Regions from separate parts of the Oryctolagus cuniculus genome. Here region 2 is linked to region 1. The links are chromatin contacts, called in public Micro-C maps. All regions are on one chromosome and are shown on one strand. The core of a region is the stretch at or near the end of the contact, and the rest is flanking DNA. Distances in the headings are between cores, read along the strand shown. Region 1 has its middle 210 kb from the start of GPAM. Region 2 holds the start of ADRA2A (adrenoceptor alpha 2A).

Evidence for each region. Hi-C and Micro-C count contacts between places; a contact is called where the count stands out from the background.
Region 2: a contact with region 1 is called in a Micro-C map of ear pinna, with 3 times the contacts expected there. The contact joins the promoter of ADRA2A here to the enhancer-like site in region 1. A contact is called at or near these places in 2 of 6 Hi-C or Micro-C datasets (ear pinna and an unstated tissue).

Annotation. Positions count from the first base shown.
Region 1 is chr15:18,195,316-18,202,049 of mOryCun1.1, reverse strand. No RefSeq gene overlaps it. Among named protein-coding and RNA genes, the nearest start is that of GPAM, 210 kb to the right of the region's middle. Within about 2 kb of position 1,534, at least 1 of the 8 cell types and tissues checked has an H3K27ac peak or open chromatin away from gene starts, as enhancers often do. A contact at or near this core is called in ear pinna, where this site is marked.
Region 2 is chr15:19,190,980-19,197,319 of mOryCun1.1, reverse strand. ADRA2A (adrenoceptor alpha 2A) reads left to right here and starts at 3,612. Exons shown (of 7, transcript NM_001082693.1): 1 at 3,612-4,308; 2 at 4,310-4,395; 3 at 4,398-4,552; 4 at 4,554-4,575; 5 at 4,577-4,679; 6 at 4,682-4,701; 7 at 4,704-4,973. The coding sequence starts at 3,612. The coding sequence ends at 4,973.

The sequences.
Region 1 (6,734 bases), core at 285-2,784:
GGAAGCATACACACGAAGATGGAAGAATGGGCAAAAATCACATGAGTGGGAAAGCTCCAGTGGAACCAGGAAGGTTTAGGAGGCCAAAGTGACCAGCACAAAGCCCTAAGAAAAACAGCGATACCGAAAGGGTTTTGTAAGCTCTGAAATGGCTTAGTCCCACTCAATAGTTTAGGGACAATCTAAATATTTGACTGCTTCTGAAGGAACCAAAAGTAAGAGAGACAGAAAAGACAGTGATCTCTCTCTCAGTACAGGACGTGATGTGAGGGAGGAAAGAGGCCCTCTTTAGGGCACATCGGTTTGTGACAGTGAAGCCTCAGGAGGGAGCTCAGCTCCAAGGACGGTGCTGTCTTCTAAGACTGCAGTGACCACTTCTGTGAAGCTCTGAGGCCCCATCAAGAGGGCAACAATGAGGGCTGGCCCTGTGGCATGGTGGGTTAAACTTCTGCCTGCGGTGCCGGCATTCCATATGGGCGCTGGTTCAAGTCCCAGCTGCTCTGAGTTTCCTGGCTCCCTGCTGATGGCCTGGGAAAGCAGTAGAAGGCACTGGCCCAAGTGCTTGTTGCCCCTGCACCCACATGGGAGTCCTGTAGGAAGCTGCTACCTCCTGGCTTCGGATCAGCTCATCTCTGGCTATTTGGGGAGTGAACCAGAGGCTCTCTGTCTGTAACTCAGCCTCACAAGCAAATAAATGAATAAATCTTTAACCAAAAAAAAAAAAAAAAAAGATGGTACCAACGGTGCACCAGCAGAGGCTGGCTCAGTCCCCAGGTCCTGAACCATTTCAGTCTTATACAAGCTACTTCAACACACTTAAGGACAATGGAATTAAAAGATGAGTTTCAATTCAAAAAATTCTGTAATCTATGCATACCAGGAATCTTCAAACAAGTTCACGGCAAAATGCATGTCATGAAAGAGCTAGGCATGGATTTCAAACTTTTTTGGCACCAAAACAAACTTATTTTTTAATTTCCTTTTTCCAAAAACTTTTTGAAGTGTGCTTGGACACTGTGGCCAGCCAAGAGGAGCAGCAGCACCAAGGAATTTTGAGAAGGCATCTAGAAATAGAACAGACTCTATGTCAGGTATCACATTCCAACGCAGTGTACTGGCAGGTTTGGAGGAGCTAAGTGACCCCTGTGAAAAGCCCCTGAGAGATGGGACTGCTCAGCTAGGCAGGTGCACACCATGCTTGGCTGACTATTCCCTAGTACCTAGGGAGCTTGTTAAAATGCACACATTTCCAGGAGCTCTACCTACAGATTCAAGTTCAGCGAATCTTGGATGATGCTCCAACTTCCAAATTTTTAACAAGCTCCCAGGTGATCTGCAGGCCTGGCCAGCTTGGAAGGTAGCCTTGGAGGCTAAGCCTGCTCTACAAGGTGCTCCATCCAAGGCTGTTCCACTTTCCCTTACCCAGGTTCCCAAGCTAACTGGGTGCCTGGTGAGTCTATTAGGTGCCAGCTGTTTATCATTTACTTCACAGTGGTAAGTCCCAGTGCATGTACATTGGAATCACCTATGAGTTTTAAGTTTCAAAATCCAGGGGCAGGAGTTTGGTTACAGAAGCCAAGACCCTACTTGCAACACCCACAGCCCATACCAAAGTGCCTGAGTCTGAGGACTGGATCATTGCCCAATTCCAGCTTCCTGCTATTGTGTAAACTAGGAGACAGTGGTGATGGCTCAAGTGGTGAGTCCCTGCCACCCACATGGAAGATCTGGCTTGCCTTCCCAGTTCCTGGCTTCTGCTTGGCCCATTCCTTGTTCCTCTAGCGATTGGATTGATCCAGTAGATGGAGGGAAAATGGGTTCATGTGCATGCACACCCTCTCTCCACCTTTCAAATAATTTATTTTTTAAATTTTCTGTTCATCTACTTGAAAGGCAGAGTGACAGAGAGGGAGAGAGAAGGAGAAAGACATCTACCATTTACTGGTTCACTACCCAAATTATCACCAACAGTCAAGGCCAGGCCAAGCTGAAGCCAGGAGCTCCATCCAGGTCTCCTGTGTGGGTGGCAGGGGCCCAAGCTCTTGAGCCATCACCCACTGCCTCCCAGGGTGCATCAGCAGGAAGCTGGATCAGACACAGAGGAGCCAGGACACAAACAAGCACTCAGATACGGAAGGAGGCATCCCCAGGAGCAGTTCAACCCCCAATGCCACAACACACATCCTTAATTAAATAATTTAAATATTCTTTTATAAAAGCTTCAAAATCCAGAGTTCATTCAGCCCCAAGTAAATCACAGCTGGGGGAGGGGTTTAGACACATGTCAATACTTGTTTAAGCTTCCCAGGTGATCCCAACAGAGATATTTTTGCAAATCAAAGTTCAATAGTCTTGATACTCAAATTGTGGGTTACAGAACAACAGCATGAGCACCCCCTGGGAGCTTGTTAGAAAAGCAGAAGAACTGAATTAAGATCCGCATCGTAACAAATCTGCAGATAATGTGTGTGCATAGACCTGTTCCAAAAAATCCAGTTCTATTTGTTGGAATCTCATCATTGCTTTGTCAGTGTTGAGATCAGTTCTGAAGGAGCAGATAGGGATAAAACAGATAAGGCTCTGCAGCTAACTCTCAGGTTCACAGGCACAAACCAGGAACTCATGTTTAAAGGACTGATGACTGTGGAAAGATCCAGCTTGCCCTGCCCCACCCCAGGGCATTCAGCACTTACAGACACCACATGTTCATTACGATATTTTTTTTTTTTGACAGGCAGAGTTAGACAGTGAGAGAGAGAGAGACAGAGAGAAAGGTCTTCCTTTTTCCGTTGGTTCACCCCAGAAGTGGCCGCTACGGCCACCGTGTTGTGGCCGGCACATTGCACCGATTCGAAGCCAGGAGCCAGGTGCTTCCTCCTGGTCTCCCATGCGGGTGCAGGGCCCAAGGACCTGGGCCATCCTCCACTGCCTTCCCAGGCAATAGCAGAGAGCTGGCCTGGAAGAGGGGCAACTGGGACAGAATCCGGCGCCCCAACAGGGACTAGAACCCGGTGTGCCGGCGCCACAGGTGGAGGATTAGCCTAGTGAGCCATGGCGCCAGCCCCATTACAATATTTCTATTTGCTAGCCGTCTAAGCTGAAAGACCTTGGCATAAGTTGCTTAGTTTGTGGGCCACAGCACCAGCCCAGCCCGCTCAGCCACAGGAGCCTGCCCAGAGACCCCCGGAGTCTGCAGGCAGTTGCATCCTCCCCCCCCCCGGCCCCACCTATCCCACTGTCACAGGTCCTGTGCTGGATACACCTGAGTGACAGCGGCTGACTGCTGAGCTGGCTGAGGACGCAAGACACAGTTGGCAAACTGCCTGCATGACTCTGTCACTGGGAGAGAAGGCGACCCGTGGATAAAATCCCTGGCAAGCACAAGCTCAGAGCAACATCCTGGTGCAGACCTCTTTCTGTTGTAATTGCCAATTTGTCCATGTCAGCGTGACAGCCGCATCTAATGTACCATGCATAAGCAGCCATTCTCTTCCGGCGAGGTGAAACCAGGGCAGAGGCCTCTGTCAGTTACCAGCTGACGAGCAGGACTCTCCCAAGTCCCGGAGGATGGGATGGTCCTCTGGCAGAACTGCTCTCCCTCCACACTCAGGGTAGCATGAGGAGTAAATGAGATCATCTTTTCAAAACGCTTTGGACAAGGCAATTTTATTATTGCATTTATTGTCATTTTCTAGGGTGACAGTCTCATTTTTACACTCTCAACTTTGCAACTCAAAGAAGAAATAAGTTCATTAAGCAGATTTCTCCCACCTCTCCTCTCTGGCACCCTCTGGAACGCCTTTTGTAGATGTTACATGGATCAGCAGAAGCTGGGAACCTCCGAAAGCAAGGCAGAAGGAAGAATGCTCAATGGACTATGCGCCAGTGACAAGCTGGCAGGGAGCACGAAGCCTCGACTGAGCAGGCAGGAGGAACCATAGCACACACATCTTCAGCTGCTCTCATTCGAGCTTCCAGAGTTAGGCCAGAGTTTTCCAGACTTCAGCAGGAAACAAAATCCCCTGGAGTTGTGCTGAGCCCCACCTCCCGTGTTTCTGAACTGATATGTCTGGACTGGAGTGCAGGACTAGGCACTGCTAAACAGCACCCAGGGATGCTGATGCTGCTGGCCCAGGGACCACACTCTGAGCCCCAGGGAGCTCATGCAACCCCAAGAACAGAGGTGGGGTTCAGGAAGCAGGGAGGCAGCTTCACGAGGTAACTCCCTCCATTCTCCTTTGGTCAACAGAGCAGCTTTGTTCTGTATAGATAATCTTCGACTTGTGATGAGGCTATGTCCTGATAAATCCATCCTAAGCTCAAAATAACCAAAGTCAAAAAATGCATTGGATTACATCTAACCGAACGAACATCACAGTTTAGCTGCAGAACATATTGGGAGAGCATCAATCATTTTTTTCTGTGATCATATTCACTGTTAACTGCACAGCAACCCAAGAGATGATCATTCTACACACAACTAGCCCCAGAAAATATAAAAATTCAAAATTCGAAGCATAGCATCTACAGAATGACTCTTGCTTTTGTGCCATGATAAAGGCAATAAATCCTAAGCTGAGCCATCATAAAGCAAGGACTGTCTATACTCAGATTGAGAAGACAACACAAACATGGAACAATAGTCCACCTGAAAGAGTAATCAAAGACATGGATATGGTTTTTCAGTGACATTATCATTGCTATTGTTAGTCCATGAAATGAGTAAAAAGAATTATAATAATCAGTTCTTGTAATGAAAGGTGGATTTATAACACAATACCACTGTGGTACACTGGCCCAAACCTTCAGGAAAGCAGGTGGGAGATAATTAAAGAGCAATAAAGATGTTTATACTTTTGCAGTGAAAAAAATACCTCTTGTGACAATCTCTCTTTAACAAACTATTCATGGTATCTATTGCCAAAGCGTCCCAAAGGCCTGTGCCAAGCTGCCCTTCTGCCAGCAACACGGGTCAGCTCAGGTCACCCCAACTTGCATCAGCACTTGGAACTTTCGGTCCTACAGACCCCAGGCATTCTTGGGGGGACACAGGGGTGGCTCCCTCTGCTTCAGAGCATTCTCAACATCTGGGAAATTAACATCCTAGGAAACACAGCAGCAGAATGTTACTTGTTACGGGAGAGATCTCCCAAGTGTAGCAGAAATGAAACTCCCGGGCTTAGAAAGCCAGCAGAGTACTCGCTGGGTGCATCAGCCTGGACCAGAGGTTGATGCTCGGCGAACGTGGTTCAGTGCGGCCACTAGAGGCGCTGAGAGGGAATTACACTAAAGACAGAGCAGGACCCTCCCTGGGGACAGGAGGCACGGTAGGACAGCAGAAGCTGGAAAGCAAAGAGAAAGAAGGGAAGAAAAGGAGAAAGATGGGGAAGGAGAAAGTGTCCAATTATCAAGAAGCGTTAGACAGCAAGGGCTGAGCAGCCAGGGGTCAACATCCAAATTTCTCTCTCCATGCAAACAATCTCTGTTCATGTTTTCCTGCGCAGCAACTGTACCTTTCCCAGATGCGACACGGGAACATTTCTGAGTTGTTAACCCATCACTGTCCAGTCGCTTTCATTTCACTGGGGGTGAGGTGCCTTCCAAACAGCTGCTGAGAAGCCCTGAGAGAGTAAATGGCAGACCAGCTCCTGGGGATGGACTCGAAGCTGTAGAAGAACCACACCGCGAGTGGGAGCATCCCCAGGGCAGGGGTCCAGGCTGAGCGTGGGCCACAGGATCAGGGCTGCTGCAGTGGTGCTGGGGGGAGGGGAGGCACAGCGGCCCCTGCTGGGGCACTGCCTCGCTGCTCAGCCACCTTTCTGGAGCAGAGCTTCCTGGAATGACTGCACAGTCATCTATGCACCGGGCATCTGGTGGCCCCTGCCCAGGGCCGCTGGGTTCAGCAGTGGTGTGACGCCTCGCCCACGCCCTGAGTCTCTGCTCTGCATCCTCTAGCTGTCCTTCCAGGACCCCTCCCCAAGGTGCTCCTTACAACAATGGCAAGATCAGAGGGCACCAGGGGTGAGTCTCTAAATTTGAACCCTGGGACCATGGAAACCTTGGGCCAGAACACTGGGGAAGGGGCGTTTTTGTTTTGTATTGATGCTATTCCATTGAATTATCAAATGACTCTGTGTGGTAGGTATTGTCAGAACCCCGTTTTACAGATGAGAAAACTGAGGCAGTGGACTTGAGATCCTCAAGGTCACTGTGCTAGTAAATGACATTTTCAAGGGTAAATCCAGATAATCCCATCTGCACTCAAATGCCAAGTTCACACTGTCAGAGACCGAAGAAGGGAGAGCAGAGAGACCAGGGCCCAGCTCCCATCTCGGCTAAACACCGTGTCCACTTGCTCTCTGGCCTTGATACTTGACTGTGGAATCAGTCAACAAGAGCGGAGTTGAGAGCAGAAGGCAGAGACAGGGAAAGTGACCGCTTCTTCTCTTAGCTCCCTGAGGAATAGTTACTGGTTCACATCGTGTCTTCTTTTTGTTTTCTAATTTTCTGAACTATTAAGCCTTCTTCCAGGCACGTGCATACAGTCCTTCTCCCCTGTTTGTTCCCCTTGTAGCCCATTTGCTGAATTCATTTAACTACTCAGGTCTCAGCTTACCTATACCTCTTCCTTCTGTCTCAGACTCAGCCACCATTATCCACATGCAACAGCCCACCGCCACCCTGCTCCACCCCTGCTCCCTCAGCCACAGCCTGCAATGCCATCTCTGGGATCT
Region 2 (6,340 bases), core at 2,363-4,862, 990 kb before region 1:
GCTGGCTGGACAAACAGGGCACTGAGTCTGGGACTGGGGCCTCTGCCTTCTAGCTCTGGTTGGCTCCCAAAGTCCCCAGGTAGCTTGGACACGGACACCCCCTCCAGTCCTTGCTCAGTAATCCCTCCCCATTGAGCTTAGTGTTTTGGGTGGTGGGTCCTCAGCAGGATGTGCTACAGCAGCCTCCAATGAGCTCTGCTAAAATACACAGGCCGCATCCCACCCTGGACTGGAGGGATCACCATTTCTCCGGCAGGGCATTGCTAAGTGCATTTTGCCTTCCCAGGCAATGCTGATACACAGGCCTGGGGAAGAATTATTGTCTTCACAAATGGCTCTCTGCTCAGCATTGCCTCACTCAGCAGGCACAGCAGGAAATCCTCAAGCGAAATTTAATGGTGTCCATGTAGCTTTTCAAAGCTGGAGATACGGACCCTGTGACGATAAGGAACCCATGTCAGAGGAAGAACTGTGTATACAAGGGCTCTGCACGTGCCCCTGCTGGACATGACTCAGCTAGGTCCTTAACAAAAGGCAACTGTTATTAACATTGCTTGTGCATCGGCCTCAGGGTCCCTAGCTCTTTGGAAGACCCGTTTCCATTTTAGGAGAAAAGACTCCAAACCCAAGAATTAACAAACCAAATTGGCTGTTTGGGAAACATTCAGAAATTGTGATGAGAGGACTCACACACAAGTTCGCAGCAGCGATTTCAAGACAGGGAAGCCCTGTAGACTTGCTTCCATTTCTCTTTGCTTCTAGTGAAATAAAAAGGAGGCCAGTATGTTGGAAGCCCGTGATGGGTTTCCGTAGCTCCAAGTTCTATGAACGTTGCAAACGACAAAGGGCTGTGGCCTTTGATTTTTGCCAGTCCAAAATCACTCATCCTTGAGGCTTGAGGCTCTCAGTGCTGCATGCAAGTCACACTTCCAACCGAGCCCATTGGCAGTGCACCTGCCCTCTGCCAAGAAACTCAGAGCGTGGGGAAGCGGCTCCTTCGCAGCCTTCTTTAGATTCCCCAGAACTGGGCTATGAAAGGCTCCAAGAATTTAGGCCAGAGAGGGAGGTCGTCCCGCTGGGGGAGAGTTTGGAGGCGAAGTTACAGAGGCTGGATGAGACATCTGAGTTTGAAAGGTCACCAAGGTCAAGGCTACACCAAGAGCAGGAGCAGTAGCAACTGCATCCCTGGGGGCTGCAAGTACAGGGTTCAAAGGTGATGTTCAAGGTCCTCACCCCCAGCCAGACCCGAGGCTGCATCTGGCTGGTCTGTCCAGCCTCTGCCAGTCCAGCTTGGGTGACTACAAAAGGCATTTTGGTTTATTGGTCCCATAAGACAACTTGTCCTGAGATCTAATCTCTCTCCCCCTGACACCTCCTATCCCTCCGAGGCTTTACTCTTATGCTACCCGTTGACTTAGAAGCTATGCCGGGACAGCCAGCACTCATGGGGAAAGTGGCCCGTCACCCCCGCCGTGCTTTGTTAACCCAGAGAGAGAACCTGGAAAACACCCTGTCTGCCTCGGTCGGACCCGTACCCCCACTGAAATTTGGTCTGTGTGCACCTTGAGTAGATTTTGTGTCTCGACAAAGTTCCCGGAGCTGCGTGCCCGGAGACGCAGGATCCGGCGTGGGGGATGCCAGTCCCGCAGAGCCCTTCCTGATGCGACCTTATCATGGAACCTCTGCTTGAGGAAGACTTCGGCAACACAACGAAGTGCGATGAAAGTCGAGGCGCTCCGGCTCTTAGAGAAAGAGGCACCGCAGACAGAAAACAGCGGAGACACGAGGCGCTCGGCGCTCGGGGTCGCTTCCCAGCCGTGGCGGCGAGCGGCCAGCAGGTGTCAGTGCGCCCTCGCTCTGCCGCCACGCGCGGCCTCCGCCTCCAGGACCCCTCCCCGCAGCGAGCTAAGGGGGCGCGGTCCGGAGTCCGGGCTGCTCTGGTCCCGCAGACACCTCTGGCTGCGGGGAGGGGGGGGGGGGGACACACGTGGCCGCCTCTTCCCCCGAGGGGATGCCTGATCCCTGGCCTGGCCCGGCTCGCTCCCCCGCGGGTGCTGTCCATTCCGCCCCAGGGGCTCGATCCGAACCCGCACCTTCCTTCCCCGCCACGAATCCTCGCGCCCCGGCGGCCAGGAGCACCTGCGGACGACGGCGGCCTGGCTGTTGGGGTTGCGAACCGTGCCGGAGGCGAGGCGGCTTCTCCGGATTTGGGCCACGGTTCCCCGCCAGCCCCTTCCTTGCAGGACCCAGCTGGCTATGGGGACTCCTGGGTGCCCGCCGCCTTCTGCCGGCCCGGCCCGGCCCGGCCAGCTCGCAGCAGGAGCCGCCTCCCACTCCTCTGTCTGGTGTCTGTCTGGTGAAGCCCCTCGCTCAAGGTCTCCGCCTCCGGAGCGGGCCGGCTCAGCCTCGGGGGCAGCGCTCCCCGGGGTCCTGCGCGGGGTGCGGGCGCTAGACTGGCGGAGGGGAGGCGCGAGGGGCGGAGGAGGGTCGGCTTCCCACGTGGGGGCTGACGCCGGCTGCTCGGCGACGCCGGCTTGATCCTGGGACTATAAAACCAGTCCACCGTAGCGCGGCGAGCAGCAGCGGCTCCGGCTTCCGTGCAGACGCCCAGCGGCCGGCGCGCCGCCGCCCGGCCACCCCAGCGCTGTCTCTGCGGCCGCGCGCTCCTGCCCCAGCTCACGCCGTCCCCGGACCCCCGGCCCGGCCGGCTGGCAGGGCTCGGCGCCCACCCGGTCGACGGCCAGGAGACGCCCTGCCACGGGCCGGCGGCTCCCGGAGCGGCGCCTGCTCACCTGCCCCCAGCCTGCCTGAGCCCTGGGGCGCTTTCATGCGGCGCCCACACCCCTCGCCCCGCCACCGCCCCCGAGCTCCGCGCGTCGCGCTCCAGCCCCCGCAGGGAGCGCAACTTTGGAAGTCCCGCGGCGCTCCGAGAGGCGGCGGAGTCGGTGCCCTGGCCCCGGGCCGAAGGCGGCCCGCACCGCCGCGCCTGGGGGCAGCGAGAGAGCCGGTCCTCGCCTCGGGGATCTAAGGAGACAGACGCAGGACCCCAGCCCGCACCCGCACGCCGGCTCCGCTTCCTGGGGGCGCGGCGGACCTCGCACACGGTAAGCCAGCCCTCTCGCTTTCGCTCAGGCTCAGGAGTCGAGATACACATATATTCCGTACATATAGAACTTGCAGACACAGAAACAATTTCCTGTCGCCCTTCCAAGCCAGCCGGCCACCGATGATTTCTGTTCCTTCTTGAAGAATAAATCTCGTTTTGCCCACCGGCTCACTCGCCCTAATCTCTCCCTTGGCGGACAAACAAAACTTGGCCGTGTACAGGGGCCCCGAGAGAGAAGGCGCCCACGCGGAGCGCCCGCAGCGGCGGCCGGCGCTGTTCGCGGGAGCCGGGACCATGAGCCCCCACTAGCGCCCTCCCAGCTCGGGCGCGGCCTCCCCGCGGCCCCCTCCCTATGTGAGGCGCTGCGGGGCGCGCGGGGCGCGGGAGGAAGAGGAGGACCCACGGACGCCGGGCCGGAAGGCTGCTGGCAGCAGGCCCGGGCGAGCGGGCGCCCGCGTTCATGTTCCGCCAGGAGCAACCGCTGGCCGAGGGCAGCTTCGCGCCCATGGGCTCCCTGGAGCCGGACGCGGGCAACGGGAGCTGGAACGGGAGCGAGGCGCCAGGGGGCGGCGCCCGGGCCAGCCCGTACTCCCTGCAGGTGACGCTCACGCTGGTGTGCCTGGCCGGCCTGCTCATGCTGCTCACCGTGTTCGGCAACGTGCTGGTCATCATCGCCGTGTTCACCAGCCGCGCGCTCAAGGCGCCCCAAAACCTCTTCCTGGTGTCGCTGGCCTCGGCCGACATCCTGGTGGCCACGCTTGTCATCCCCTTCTCGCTGGCCAACGAGGTCATGGGCTACTGGTATTTTGGCCAGGCGTGGTGCGAGATCTACCTGGCGCTCGACGTGCTCTTCTGCACGTCGTCCATCGCGCACCTGTGCGCCATCAGCCTGGACCGCTACTGGTCCATCACGCAGGCCATCGAGTACAACCTGAAGCGCACGCCGCGCCGCATCAAGGCCATCATCGTCACCGTGTGGGTCATCTCGGCCGTCATCTCCTTCCCGCCGCTCATCTCCATCGAGAGGAAGGGCGGCGGCGGCGGCGGCGGGCGGCAGCGCTGCGAAATCAACGACCAGAAGTGGTACGTGATCGCCTCCTGCACCGGCTCCTTCTTCGTGCCTTGCCTCATCATGATCCTGGTCTACGTGCGCATCTACCAGATCGCCAAGCGCCGCACGCGCGTGCCGCCAAGCCGCAGGGGTCCGGACGCCTCCGCCACCACCACCGCCGCCGCCGCCGCCGCCGCGCCAGCCGGGGCCGCCGAGCGCAGGCCTAATGGCCTGGGCCCCGAGCGCGGCGCGGGCTCCGCGAGCGCCGAGACCGAGCCGCTGCCCACGCAGCTCAACGGCGCGGCTGGCGAGCCCGCAGCGGCCGGGCCGCGCGAAACCGACGCGTTGGACCTGGAGGAGAGCTCGTCGTCCGAGCACGCCGAGCGGCCCCCGGGGCCCCGCAAGCCGCGGGCCCCGGGCAAGGCCCGAGCGAGCCAGGTGAAGCCCGGGGACAGCATCCCTCGGCGCGCGCCCGGGACCGCGGGGCCCGGGGCGTCGGCGGCCGGGCCCGGGGAGACACGCGCCGGGGGCGCCAAGGCGTCTCGCTGGCGCGGGCGGCAGAACCGCGAAAAACGCTTCACGTTCGTGCTAGCCGTGGTCATCGGGGTGTTTGTGGTGTGCTGGTTCCCCTTCTTCTTCACCTACACGCTCACGGCCGTCGGCTGCTCCGTGCCGCCCACGCTCTTCAAGTTCTTCTTCTGGTTCGGCTACTGCAACAGCTCGCTGAACCCGGTCATCTACACCATCTTCAACCACGACTTCCGCCGCGCCTTCAAGAAGATCCTATGCCGCGGGGACAGGAAGCGGATCGTGTGAGCCGGCGAGGCGGTGCGGGGACCCGGGTCCTGCCCGCTGCTGCCCGCGATTCCAGGCTCGGAGATTGCCCCTGCAGTTCGCAGGAGGGCAGGTTCCTGCCGGCAGGGCTGGCCGGCCATGCGCACCCCCGCCCGGCCGCTGTCGGGTGTCCTGGTGGGTCCCCCTTCATCAGTGTTGTTTCCTAAAGGCGGGAGCCCCCCACCCCGCACCCCAGACCGGCTCCCCAGTGGACTCCGCAGGGCCCGACTCGCCCAGGGTTAAAGGACAGCGGGGGTCACCCAGCCCTGGCTAACTGGTCTCCCTCCCCACTTGCAACTTTAAAAAAAAAAACAAAAAGCAAGGACAAAAAAACACTCAGGGCAGTCCTGCCCACGCCTCTCACCTCCCACTGTAAATAGACACTATTTTTGATAGGACGCCCCCATCCCTCGGGGTTCCCCAGCCCTGGGTTTGGATGCTGGAATCCAGGCTGCCCTTAGAACCCGCCAGAGGCAGATGGCAGCCGTCAGGCTCAGGCTGACCCCCTTGGCCACACGAACCCCTGCGACCCTTTCCCCAGCCCCTGGTCACTGGCCCTTGGCTCTGGACTTGTTTTGAGATTTCCAGACGGGGAAAACTCTTCTGTCCACGTTTCTCCTTGTGCCTAGCAGCATAAATGCCTTCTCCCATGTAAATAAATATCACAGTGCTGGACCAAGACAGAAGCGGACCAACGCGTCAGTCTGGCATCAGCCCTGTGTTTTGCAAAGCCATGATCCCCCCTGATGCACCGTGCGCCCCCCCTCGCTTGAGAGCCCCCTCTCCCGGGCGCCCCCTCCTCGCCTCCAGGGCCCTGCTTGAAGAGGAGTGCCTGTCCCTGTCTGGTCCCTGTGCGCGCCCCGCCCGCCCGAAAGCGCTGACCGCGGGGAAATCTTGGAGCTGCTGCTTTTAGATGCAGAGGAGTGGAAATTAGGCGGAAGAAGCCAACCTGATACAATTTGCCCAAGGTAAACAGTTTGCAAAGACAAATGGGCCTGCCAAACTGTCCGCTCGCTCCTGCCCCCAGAGCGCTTAGGGATCAAAGTGCCGGCCTCCCGCCCCTGCTTTGCAGGTTGGGATCCCGTGGAGGAGGAGCCGCCGCCGGGGGAGGAGGGTGGAGACTGGTGTTTACAACTGGGTCTCTCCGCGTTGTAGACGCCTGCACTTTTATTTCACTAAAGAAAAACTGATGATGGCGGCACATGTTGCTGATAACAGTGTTTTTTTTTTTTTTAATAAAAGTTTACAGATCAAATGTGAAATAAACATGAATTAATCGGTCGTCTTGTCTGCTGAGTTTTCGAAAGCCATGAGACTCTGGAAACATTTGACTCGATGTGTCTTTTAGC